2 separate regions of the Sus scrofa genome follow, and region 1 is linked to region 2. The links are chromatin contacts, called in public promoter capture Hi-C maps. All regions are on one chromosome and are shown on one strand. Each heading gives the region's core, a stretch centred on a gene start, on an enhancer-like site or on the middle of the called end of the contact. The rest is flanking DNA. Distances are from core to core; before and after follow the strand shown.

Evidence for each region. Promoter capture Hi-C pulls out the DNA fragments that hold promoters and counts their contacts.
Region 1: a promoter capture Hi-C map of liver shows a contact between it and region 2, with 2.2 times the contacts expected there. The contact joins the promoter of NUP43 here to the promoter of IYD in region 2. A contact is called at or near these places in 1 of 5 promoter capture datasets (liver) and 1 of 47 Hi-C or Micro-C datasets (liver).

What each region holds. Positions count from the first base shown.
Region 1 is chr1:16,244,355-16,251,534 of Sscrofa11.1, forward strand. NUP43 (nucleoporin Nup43) reads left to right here and starts at 5,139. Exons shown (of 9, transcript XM_021086883.1): 1 at 5,139-5,377. The coding sequence starts at 5,165. It overlaps PCMT1 (protein-L-isoaspartate (D-aspartate) O-methyltransferase), which reads right to left and starts at 5,013. Exons shown (of 7, transcript NM_001195780.1): 1 at 4,938-5,013. The coding sequence starts at 4,992.
Region 2 is chr1:15,777,854-15,784,113 of Sscrofa11.1, forward strand. It overlaps IYD (iodotyrosine deiodinase), which reads right to left and starts at 1,294. Exons shown (of 5, transcript NM_214416.1): 1 at 1,112-1,294. The coding sequence starts at 1,289. LOC106508815 (a long non-coding RNA gene) reads left to right here and starts at 1,305. Exons shown (of 3, transcript XR_002342452.1): 1 at 1,305-1,395; 2 at 1,658-1,792; 3 at 2,063-2,352.

The sequences.
Region 1 (7,180 bases), core at 3,889-6,388, 470 kb after region 2:
AGTGCCAACAGAACTTATGATGATGGTGGTGGACATGTTCTACAGATGCACCGTCCAACAGGTGAGTCACTAGCCTCATGTGGCTATGGAGCTCCTGAAAGGTGGTATGCCTTAGGAGCTGAATTTTTTTATTTTACTTAATTTAAAGTAGACTCACTGATACAAAAATTTCTCCCCAGGAGTTCCCCTTGTGAACAGGTTAAGCAGGTTAAGGACCAGATATTGTCTCTGTGAGAATGTGGGTTCGATCCTTGGCCTCGCTTAGTGGGCTGAAAATCTGGCGTTGCCATAAGCTATAGCATACATCGCAGCTGCAGCTCAGATTCCGTGGTAGCTGTGGTGTAGGCCTGTGGCTGCAACCCCATTTTGACCCCTAACACACAAAATTGCTGCACACAAATGCTACAAATGCTACAAGTGCAGTCATTAAAAAAAAAATCCCCCCCAAATCATATCTATTAAATCTTATTCAATGTACTATAAGTTTATATAGCACACAAATGCTACAAGTGCAGTCATTAAAAAAAAAAATCCCCCCCAAATCATATCTATTAAATCTTATTCAATGTACTATAAGTTTACTTACTGGTATGTACCTGAAAGACTGACTTGATATAAGTTAAAATGAGGAAGTATTCTCTGGATTCTTAATGCGGCTCAAATTTCTGAAAACAGTCCCCTAGGATTTTATTACCTTGTTATATTTGGCCCAAGAATGCATATGATAAAACTAATGAAATATTCTTTTTTCCACTGGTTATGCTACAGATGGATAAGAACTAAACTCTAAATAGAATAAGAAAATAACTTCAATTTATTTGTATAGATAAGGATACAAAACCTATAAATCATAATTCTTACAAATTTAAATGCCTACTAAGGATCTCCACTTTAATGTCTTAAAGCAACTCAAACCAAACATTCCCCCAAATAAACTCCTGTTCTCCCACTCTTCTTTGCATACCCCACACCTCTAAAAATCCCTGCTAGCCACTCACTGTTACTTCCAACTCAGAAAACGGTAAATCATTCCCACTGCCCAGGTCTAAAACCTTGGTGTCATATTCTTAACTCCAATCTTTCTCCCACACCCCAAATCCAAATCTAGCACATTCTATTTCTTCTGTCTAGAATGCCTGTCGCCCAGCTCTATCTGCATTCTTGAATTTCTTCCCCCTTCACCAAATCTTTACTCAGCTAACATCTTAGTGAGGTCTTCTCCCCTACAACTGCAAACCTCCTACCCCACACTCCCTCTCCTCCTTCCCTACTTCACCAATGATCATGTGACATAATTTTGTCTGCTCACATTAGAAGTTACAAGAAAAAATAGATGTTTGTTTTTCACTGTTGTATCCCCAGTGCTGTACCCCAGGAATGCAGAAGACAGTCAAATACCAGCTGCCTGAGTCCACAAATTCTATATACATTATACATGCAAAATGACAAAGATGCAAAGGAAATATAAGTAGAAAAAAAACGGATGCATTAGGGTAGTGGATTGAATTTTTTAATAAATAAAACTAGGTAAAAGAACAAGTGTTAGCACTGTTTTAAGGGGCTAGTACAGCATTTATAAGTCTGTTAAAAGTTAACCTTCCACAAACAGTCTGGTTTGGACACCCCTGCTCTAGGAGACCACCTCTCTCAACCTCACCTACTCCTGGCCCGCTTCTTTTCCTAACATTTACCATGGAATGAAATTATCCCAATGACAGTAGAAAATAAATTCTAATATAGCATTACTTGAATTGTCACATTCCCTTGCTAAGCAGGCTCACGGCTGTTTTAAATTAATTCATTTCATGAGCACATTATCAGTCTATAATTATAAAACAACTATTTTTCATTTCTATAGATCTGTAATGTCCAATATGTGGCTAGTGGTTAAAGTTAATTTAAATAAAACAAAAATCCAGTACCTCAGTTGCACTAACCACATTTCAAATGCTCAATGCCCCATATAGCTAGAGACTACCATATTAAACAGCACAGATAGGGACATTACAGACAGCTCTGTTAGGCAGGACTGTTATAGACTTTTTTCCTAAAATTTTATTTTAAAATATAAACCTGATTCAACTGAAACCCTGGAAGGGTTTTGTAATTCTCAGCTCTCTATGTCAGTGATTCTCAAAGTGTAGTATCTGGACCAGCAGTAGAACATTACTTAGGAACTTGTTGGAAATACAAATTCTTTTTTTTTTTTTTTGCATTTTCTAGGGCCACACCCAAGGCATATGGAGGTTCCCAGGCTAGGGGTCTAATCGGAGCTGTAGCAGCCAGCCATCGCCAGAGCCACAGCAACTTGGGATCCGAGCCACCTCTGCGACCTATACCACAGCTCACAGCTCACAGCAATGCCAAAGCCTTAACCCACTGAGTGAGGCCAAGGATCGAACCCACAATCTCATGGCTCCTAGTCGGATTCGTTAACCACTGAGCCACGAGGGGAACTCCTGAAATACAAATTCTTAAGAGCCCCAGCAATCTATCTTAATTTGTTTGAACAAGCTCTCCAGTTGATTCAGGAGATTCTGAAGCATGCCCAAGCTTTAGATCATGGTTCTAAGAGCAATTATCATCACAACATAAGCTATAAGATGAGATGTACCATTACAGTCTAAAATAACCTATAAGTGATACAGCAGCTATGAAAGCATAAACAATCATATTTCTATTATGGCTTGTAAAAGAAAAATTCAAGACATTTTCAATAAAATTATTATAATATTAAAATGAAATCAATCATGAACTTTATTTCATTAAAAAATTAAACTTGTAATTTGCTTCCTCTTCCAATTTGCAGACCTCTTTACAGTTCAACATCAGCATAATCATTTTGATCATTTCCTAAAGATTCATTAGAAGGCTTTAAGTTAGGAAGAATACACAATGATGGAATAACCAAGAAAGAGTGAGAAGTTTTCAATCTATGCTCAATTGAAATTTTCACAAGAGTAAACATTACTTTTATAATAAACTAATAAAAATAAAATCTATTAGCTAGAATTCAGCAGGAAGTTGAAACTAAAGTTGCACAACTGTTACAAAAGAGGCTAAAGGATGAGTACTCTTATTTCCTCTTACCAATGATAGACTTAGAATAAAACTAAAGATGTGCAATGTCAACACTGATGTGTGTTAAATGTTTCTTACTAAATTTTCTGATAAGAAAACATCCTTAGCAATTTCAGCTAAGAACAGCAATGCAATACATTAAAGTGATTATAAAACTACTGAGAAAAGAGCTAGTCTTGGCTTACTACAAATTTGGCCCAAAAAGAAGAGACTTTAAGAGCCTGATTGCTTACAAATTTCTGCCATAGCCAAGTGTCTACTGCAATAACCTATCGGTGGAAAATTACTTAATCACAATTCAAGTACAGAATGTTTCAGGTGTGTACATTTTAAGAAATGCTATAAAAAATATTTAGAACATATTGAGCTTATTATGCTCAATCAATGGGAACCTAAATCCAAATTATCATCTCGGCACATAAATTTCCACTTCCAATCAAATATCCTTCCATAAAGTGAATAATGACAATGCTCGACCCAATTTTTAAATATAAGCATTCATTACTAAACACTAAGGACATGATTTCCGAGCTTTAAATATTGTAAAAAAAAAAAAAAAAAAAAAAAAGGAAAAAGAAAAAGAAAGTCAAATGACTAATATTAAGTACTAACCATTTGCCAGACAACGCTATTGATTTCTCTCATTAATCTTAGTATTCCCACATATATTTAATTGACATTTACGAAAAAAGGAAAGATTATTAAGTTCTCTGAGAGAACTCAAATACGTTTTTTAAAAAGTCTCAGCCCTCAAGGAGGTTACAAATCGAATTAGGAAACATGACAAACACATGAAAAGCTAAATAATCTATAATATATTATATATATATACATGCATATAATTAAAAATACCACGTGGCAGGATGTGATTATTTGCAAAGTCAGGGGCAAAGAAGTGGGCTACAAATCTGACCAGAGTGAGAGAGTATTACGAACTCTGGTCTTTCTGGTCTCCCGACCAGACGGCGACACTATATTTCGATTTAAAAAAAGAAAGTGACACAGCACTCGTCACCCTAAAATTATCATCAGAGAAAGGAATACAATAACTAAAGAGAATGGTGTAAAGAAACTTCCATACAAAGCTTCTAAAGCATACAGTAGCCCTGGAAAAAGTTAGAACATTCCACATATACAATCCTTTGCTGGATCCCAGTATCTCTAACGGCTCCTGAAATACATGTCTCTCGGGAAGAGCATCCCCTGATGATTTCTTCCTCCGCCCCCCACGAAGCTTTCCCTTGGACAGCCGCCCCAGAAATTTCTCCCAGCATCCGCAATGACAATACTCTCATCTTCCTCTCCCTCCCCTCGCCAGTATCAGACGGTGGCATCTCCCTCCAGAGGAAAAATCAGAGGGCGGGGGAGGCAGAATAGGAGAGAAAGCTTGCAGCTAGGTCGATTACGACAGAGCAGGAGGTGAGAAGACGCGGGGGTCGAGGGCGGGGTCCCCTCAGTTCCAGCCCAGTCTCCAGGAAACCTGGCCAACATCCCACTCCTCAGGACACGCCCCTCGCCGGACCCCGATCAGGGGGGGACGGACTCGAGTGACAGCCCCACCACCTGTGCCTCGCCCCTTCCCCCAGGCCCGCGGGGAGACGCCTGTCCCTACCCCACCAGCAGCGGCCCCTGGGTCTTTCTCTCCGGTTCCCGTCCACGTCCCCGAAGAGTGACAGGTCCCAGGGGAGGCAATCGCAAGCGCTTGCCATTTGGGACCGCTGGTGCAACCCTGCGCCTAAGCCCTCCAACAGGCACGGGGAGGAGGATAGGGACAGAACGTTCCGGGCGGCCCAGGGGGACCTGGTCCAGGCCTGGCCTTCCCCACTTGCCCCACACCGGGCGGGGGTGGCACTTACTGCGGAGGTTGTGGATTAGCTCCGAGTGGCTGGCGCCGCCGGATTTCCAGGCCATCGCTAGGCACACCCGGAGCAGGTACAGAACCACCTTCAGCGCGGCGACGGTGCCCAGCAGCTTCCCCAAGAGTGAGACCACCTCCCACACGGTCACCGCCCCGCTCGCGTCCCCGCTGTGGCCGCCGCTGTGACTGCCGTCGCCGCTGCTGCCGCCACTGCGCGCTCCCGGCATGCCCCGCGGCACGCATGCGCCTTGTGACGCCGCGCGGCCTCGGGTGCGGCCGGGGTGGGGCCGGAGGCGGGGATGGCTTGGTGCCCAGCCGCCCGCGTTAGGTCCCGTTGCGGCTGCCCGGGACTGGCGGGATGGCCCGGCTGAGTCAGCGCCACCGCCTCTGCTGCGTGGCCTTTCTGATGCCGCGGGCTGCGCAACGCCTCTTTGCTGGGTTTGCCCTGCGGCCAGGCGGGCGGGGTGGGCCCCGGCGTGGTCGGTGTCGCGTGCCTCACTACAGCTCTGGTCACCCAGCGCGGTGAAAGGATGGTAGGGCCGATCTGGTTCCGCAGCTGCCGGTGGCTCTGCAGTCGCCGCTGGGTCAGCTGCTGCAAGCGGCGGGGCTGCTCCTATAGCTGTCCAGGTTGTTAGACGGTGGGCTTTCTCCGTCCTGCCTCGCCCAACCCAATGAATGACTAATACATAGGTCAGTTAGATCCAGAGCTCCCTATGGTGGAGCTTGAATAACTGTAATAGAACTGGAAGGAAAAGGTCCTCTCTAACCCAAGTACTCCAGCCTTTGACTTGTGATAAGTAAGTTAGCGTTTGTGAGCAGAGACTTTGGGATCCTAGTTTGTTCTCAGCTGTAGAGCTTGAATTAGAAGAGTGGAAGAATACTGAGACATGGCGTGGGGGGTGGACTGTGGGGAATGCTGTGCTTCTCAGAACTTGTTAAAAATACTACAGTATCCTATGGCAAATGTGTTGTTCTCCCAACACAAGTGTGCATTTTCAGCTATTTAAGCCTCACAAATTCCACCGTTAGACTGGACACCAGCTTTCTTGCTATTAGCTGTGCAAGAGAATGAGTGAAAAGCTGACAAGGAACATTGCCTGTAGCATCCAACTCACTGACTTATAGTCAGAACCGAGAGTGGAAAAATCCAGTCATCATATCACTTAATACAATAAACTTTTAAGGAAGGAAATAAAGCTATGTCAAAACATCAGTGCCACTGTGTCAGCAACAATTTTCAAGCTTCTCACCAGTCCTTGGCAAATGTGACACTTATCTAACCCTAATCTGAAATATGTATTATTTCTTGGGATTCTGCAACAGTAAAGAAAAGTGTACTTCAATACTGGGGGCAAATTTTCAGTTCGGGACTCTAAATTTTCTATTTCATTATTAATTTCTTAATAATCTTGCAGTTAAAAGCAAAACACCAGTCAGTTTTCAATAAGAACCTGATAACTGTCTCCAAAGCTGACCTAGATGGATTGCATTTCCATGCGATGCTTCCACAAACTGGCTGTGAAATAGGACTACCAAGATCAGATAGACACAAAATCATGGCCCCATTTAAAGAAATAACCAACACAGTTATAGCTATAGTATAAAGGAGGTTTGTTTGGTTTTTTTTAAGATGAATATGTCCTATCTTTTGTAATAATAGGATTTACCTTCTAATTGGGGAGGTTTACATTTTTAAAAAAAGCTAGCAACAGGAAGCAAAATGTAAGTGCTCTTAGTGGTCTAGATATTAAGGGATATATTTATTTAGATCGTCTTGGGCTGAAGTAATAGGAAAAAAAAACTAGAGGAAGGAATTAATCCTTGAAAGATAGGGAAGATTCTGAGGCAGAAAGGAATTTTTTTTTAAGGGCGGAGGTAAGCAGTCGACGTTACATTTCAAAATCATCTTTAATTATATGCATAAATGAATTGAGGAAGGCTACAAAGGCAATGAGAGTCAAAATTATAACTGGGGTCTTCAGAATTCCAACTCGTTTGATAGTGTGTATTAAAAACCTTGAAGAGAAGGATTTGTTTGGGGGACAGGGAGAGAGAGGCTTTGAATAATAAATTGGTACGTTAATGGATGTACTTCCATGAGAATATAAGGATTTTGAATCTTTTCTATGCACGGTGAAATTCAAGACTTAATACTTAGGTGTGGCTATTAGAGCTTTTCTCTCGTTGACTCTTTTGCTTTTTGCTTTTTAATTTGTTATGCATTGCACAGTTACTGCAGAA
Region 2 (6,260 bases), core at 44-2,543:
CTCTTCCAAATTGAATCCTCCCCACCAACCACCTCCGGTAAACCTCAAACACGGGCTACTCAAGGCCCCCAAGAACCTGTCACTTCCTCTCTCCTCCCTCGCCTCCTCTTTCTCAGGCCAACCAGGCCCAGGCCTGCCCTCAATTCCCCCCTTGTTTTCATCCCCTTCTGAGTCCTCCCATCTTCTCAGTGTCTTTCCCGGGGTTCCCAGCCCTGCACTCGTGCTCACTCTGCTCCTCTTAGCCTCTTGCTATTCCTATTCTATGGATCCACCCAGCCTGGTTCAGCCTTTTTCTAACTGCCCCACTGCATCCCCAAGCCTTCTCAAAACACCTTATAATCACTTCCATCCAATCCCTCGCCTGTCTTATGGCCTTGTCTGCTGAACTGGACACTCAGCTTTGAGGACGGCGGCCACTCATCTCTAACCCGCATGCCAGGTACAAGGAGAAGTAGGGAGCCCCTAGGTAGATGCCATTTTTAAATGTCAAGTTCTTCATCCAAACCTGACTACCAGCAGTTCCCGCTGTGGCTCAGCAGGTTACAAACCTGACTAGCACCCATGAGGATGTAGGTTCAATCTCAGATCATGCTCAGTGGGTTAAGGATCCAGCCTTGCCGTGAGTTGTGGTGTAGGTCATAGCCTTGGCTTGGATCCTGCACGGCTGAGGCTGTGGCATAGGCTGGCAGCTGCAGCTCCAATCGGACCCCTAGCCTGGGAACCTCCATATGCCACAGGTGCTCCCCTAAAAAAGCAAACAACAACAACAACCACCTGACTACTAAATCCATGGCCACCCCAGTCTCTGATGTGCCCCTTCAGAAAGATTTTAGCAGCCAGGGCAGGACTGGAGCTAGAGAAAACATCAGCCCCTCACCAGCTCTTTCTCGAGCAGCCAGGAAGAAAGGAGGAGTTGGTGCCAGCAGGTGGCAGGAAGACCACCCAAGAGAAACGAATGGTCTCTGCCACACACTAATTCCTTTGTGCGATAGAGGCTGATGATGAAACTGACCTGCCTATGTTTCTTCCTCTCCATCAGCCCCGCCATCCATTTGTCCTCATCATAAAGATACAGACGGGGGAGCCGGAGCAGTTTGGCCGGGATCCTTACCTTCCTCCACCTGGAGGACATCAGTGCTGTCTTTCAAGTCTTCATCCACCCAGGGTCGAGCCTCAGCCCTGGCTCGAGGCTCCTCTTCCCTTCTCTTGGTGGCTCCATCAGCATTTTTAAAGATCCACACCATCAAAATGCAGACAACGGCTACCAAGACTGGAGTCAGAAGAAACATGGTGGTGAGGCCGATCCCGACCGGTGCCCATCCTTCCCAGGCTGGTATTTAAACAAACAGGGACGGCAGTGGGGAATGCCGGGAGTCGGAGTGAAGGCACGGAGAGGTGAGCCTGGGGCGGGAACGGGATGAACGCTGACTCTCCCAGGACTTGGCAAAGGAGCAAAGATCACAGCCGTGTGCATCGGGGTGTGTGGTGGGGCTGGGAACGGGCTCCTGCCCTTGGTTAAACTGTGTGCTCAGTCAATCTATCCTTAGACAATAATTGCCAGGATCCGAGGCGACACGGGGAGGCACTAGATCTTGGCAGCCGTGGTGGAAGGGAGCCAGGCTTCCTCTTGAACAGCAATGTGTCCTCCACTTGCCAGGAGCGAGGAAGCAGCTGGAGTGGCCCATTCTCAGCCAAGCTCCCGCCCCATCTGAGTGGTTACCAAGCCTCCTGGGAGAGTCCCCTGTGCTTTCGGACACTGGGGCAAGAGCTCGCTCAGGTCTCCCACTCACAGGTGAGTCGGCATTATTTGAAGTTCACTGCGAGCCACACGGGAAGTCCGAGCATTATTTGAAATTTTTTTCAACTCGCATGTGCTATTTTTTTCTACCTTTTTATTGTGATAAAATATAATCCTGCAGAAGCTACCCTCCTGGCCCCCTTTAAGTGCCCAGTACATTCAGAATGTTATAACCCCTTACCACTCTTCCCAAAACTGCTTCATCATCTCAAACTGAGACTCTCTACTCATTAAGCAATAACCCCCCGCTTCCTCTTCCTACAGCCCCTGATAACCTCTCGTCCACTTCACGTTGCTATGATCTGACCACTCGAAGAACCTCATGTCACTGGAATGATACAGTATTTGTCTTTTGGGGGCTGCCTCTTCCACTTAGTGGAAGGATTTCAAGGTTCATCCATGTTTTGACATGTATCAGAACTGCATTCTTTTTCATGGCTTTGCATGTGCGATTTATTTTTGTAGTTAAAAAATAGATACTAGGCGTTCCCGTCGAGGTGCAGCCGAAATGAATCCAACTAGGAACCATGAGGTTGTGGGTTCGATCCCTGGCCTCCCTCGGTGGGTTAAGGATCCAACGTTGCCATGAGCTGTAGTGTAGGTCGCAGACGTGGGTTGGATCTGACATTGCTGTGACTGTGGGGTAGGCCGGCGGCTACAGCTCTGATTCGACCCCTAGCCTAGGAACCTCCGTATGCTGTGGGCGCGGCCCTAAAAAGAAAAAAAAGAGCATTACAATACAGCGCGTCGAGTGTTATGACAGAGGTGCACTCTGGGTCCCTCATTCAGTCTGAGACAGGACCTGACTCCACTGAGGACATAAAGCTTGTGCTGTCTTGACAAACCCAGGGTGACTGGGGACAGTGCTACTCAAAGAGCCTGTGCCAGGACTTAATCAATGCGCTGTACCCCTCCTTGAGAAACTCTTGCTGAAAAAAAAGAAAAGAGATAAAGACAGAAGGAAAGAAGGTCAGCTGACCTCTAGAGTGTGTATGGTAGCGATGCGGCTGATTTGCCTGATCTACGGTCTAGCGTGTGCTCCGTGTCTCATTTCGTGTTTGGTCCTCAAGAGTGGCTGCATGAGCCAGTCTGCAGACCACACTGTGAGTTGCCATCGTCTCGAAAACACATTTTCCCAAGACACACATAGGACTTTTAACTTCCAGTGCTGCTGTTGAATTGATTGTCCCTGACATGTGCCCTTCCTGCTTTGGGAACGCCCTGCCAGTGTACGTGCAGGATACACATGTCCAATGACGTGAAAGAGAACTTTTCAGGACGGAGACTCCCTGGGGCCCTGAGTGAGAAAACACTGTTCTGATGGTTTGTACCAGCAACGTGCCCCCAAGCCTTTCTGCCCAGGGTTCATTTAGCAAGAGTCCTGTCAAGTATTCAGGACGTGCCTGTGTCTGCACCAAAGACTTATCTCAGTTCAAGTGTGAAGCTGGGAGGAAATTTTTTTCAGTGTTCGTAAACCTGGAGTTCCCTGGTGGCCTAGGGATCTCTGGTTCGATCCCTAGTGGGAATGGTCTGCATGCCATGGGGGCAGCCTCCCAAAAATTAAATAAATAAATACATTTCTTAGACCCCATTGGCCTCAGCTGTACACAGTCTGCACTCCTTAATAACGTCAACACTATCAAAGGGCATTTATTACGCAGAGATCTAACACCCAGAGGGCTGTGGGAGGCAGAAGCATTACTACATGCGAGTACTGTGTTGATTCTTTATCTACATTGTCCCATTTAATCCACAGGATGAGGTGCTTATAGGCAATTCCACTGCTCCAGCAATTCCACTCCTGGGTACATGCACAAAAGAATTGAAATCAGGGTCTCAAAGAGATATTTGCACAGCTATTATGTTCATAGCACGGTTATTCACCATAGCCCAGAGATGGGAGCAACTCAAGTGTCTATGTATATATGAATGAGTAAACAAAATAGGCTATATACATTCACTGGAATATTATTCAGCCTTAAAAAAGAGGGAAATCATGGAGTTCCTGCTGTGGCACAGGGGAAACAAATCCGGCTAGGAACCATGAGGTTGTGGGTTCGATCCCTGGCGTCGCTCAGTGGGTTAACAATCCAGCTTTGCCGTGAGCTGTGGTGTAGGTCGCAGATGCAGCTCAGATCCTGTGTTACTCTGGCTATGGTGTAGGCCGACAGCTATAGCTCCACTTCAACTCCTAGCCTGGGAACTGCCATATGCCTCAGGTTGGCCCTTAAAAAAAAAAAGAGGGAGAGGGCAGATTCAGACACATGGTGCCACATAGATGAATTCTGAAGACATTTGCTAATTGAAAAAAGCCAGTCACAAAAAGAAAAACAGTGTACAACCCACATATATGGGGCATCTAACGTAGTCAAATTCATAAAGATAGAAAGTAAAATGGTTGTTGACTGTGGCTGGGGGCAGGAAGAAAGGAGAGGTACCGTCTAATGGGTGCAGAGATTCAGGTGTTGCAAGAAAGAGTTCTGGAGACGGATGGTGGTGACGAATGCCCAATACAAGGAAAAGATACTTAATACCATTGAACCGTACATTTTAAAAATAACCAAGATGGCAAATTTTATGTTGTAGGTTTTACCAAGTTGTTTTTTTTTTTTTTAATCAAAAGCAAAACAGAACAAAACAACATAAACTCCACTGCCCTGAAAAGACAATGAGGAGTTTATACACCTTGGTTAAGTCACTGTGACGGAGTTTGAACAAGGTCCTCAAAGCGTGACCTTGGGTTACCACCATCAGTATCCCCGGGGGATTTGTTGGAAACGCAATTTTTTGGGCCCTCCTCCAGATCCAGTGAATCAGAAACTCTGGGGGTGGGCCCGGCACACCCTGTCTCCAGAAGCTCTGCAGGTGGCTCTGCCACTTGCTCAAGTCTAAGAACCATGGGAGTCAAGGAGAGGTTATCTCCCCACATTCCCTACTTTACCCCACATTCTCCAAGCCCAAGCAAGCCCTCGACCTGTACAGAAGAGCAAAGCACAGAAATCAACAAATGCTTAAGGAAACTTTCTCCTACGTGGGGTCTCCATAAAGCATAACGTCTTGGACGTAATAAGCTCCCACTCACTATCAATGCCAAGTTTTAAGAATGGAGGTGATGTTTTAAAAACTACGTTGAGGAAGATTAATCTGGTTACAACATCGGGTGCTGATGAAAGCTGTGACCAGGAAGGCCACTCAAAGAACCATGGCAGCAGCTCTGATGGGAGCTAACAGGGGGTTCCTCTGGGGAGAATACCGGGGGACTGGGGAGAGGAAATAGTGGCATAAAATTTGGAGGTGGTAGAAGAGACAAGGTCCAGACATGGGTTGGGGGGATTATAGGGTGGGCCTCAAAAATGACATCCCTCCTTCTCCAAGCAAATCACATGCTCCAGTCCGTGCTTTGATTCACTCTTTACTCTCCCTGGGGAAAGAGAGTGGGATTTCACAAGCTTCCTGTTATTTGACTCGAGGAGCATATAAGTGGAGAGACAGAAGGGAGGCACTCTTGGCTTGAAGAGCTCTCAGGGAAAAAAAACTAGCTGCAAAGAAAATATGGGTCCACATAGCTGGGGCTTGTTCCGGAACGTGATTCATCAAGTGGACGGTCTGCCCCTATCGAAACCTGACTTCCGAGGCTGGGAGATTTTCCAAGTGTTTCTTATCCTCACCCAAGCGGTATGCACACAGCACTGTCAGGTCACGGATTGGAGCCATGGAAGAAAAGTGGCAGGAAATTTCTGGACACTCTATGATATTATTTTTCAAAAGCAATGCCTTTTTATGAAAGAGCTTAGCCACAAACAAAATGTCCTTGCTGGACAAGAAGACAAAAAACATCCTGGTGATGTTAGAAATATTTTTTCTTTTTATTTCTTTATATATAGATATATAGATATTTTTTTACTGCACAGCATGTAACACATACATGTATACATTCTTTTTTCTCGCATTACGTGTTCCATCATAATTGGTTGCCAAGGCAGAAGGGGAGGGAGTGGGAGGGACTGGGAGCTTGGGTAAATAGAAACATTTTAAATGGAAAAATGTTATGTTCCAGAGCACTGTTCTTTAGCATTTATCAATACCTTAGTTGCTTCCTATGGAGATTCATTATTGCTTTTCTGCCCATTTAAGGAAAAAAAACTATCATCTGAACTAGTGGTTGTGTCTCTATCATTTATCCCCTAAGAATAAATTAGGAGGCAGAATTTTGACAAAACAAGACGGCTCTTGAGAAAGGCATTGGTCACTTGGCAGTTAAGGGGATGCCTGGTGCGTTGGTTTCCTGGGGCAGCTGAAACAAAGTGCCACAAACGGAGTGGCTTAAAACAACAGACGTGTGTTGTCTCAGAGTTCTGGAGGCTAGAAGTCGGAAATCAAGGTGTCAGCAGGGCCTTCCTCCTGCTGAAGGCTTGAGGGAAGATCTGTTCCAGGCGTTTCTCTTCCCTCCAGGTGGAGGCCA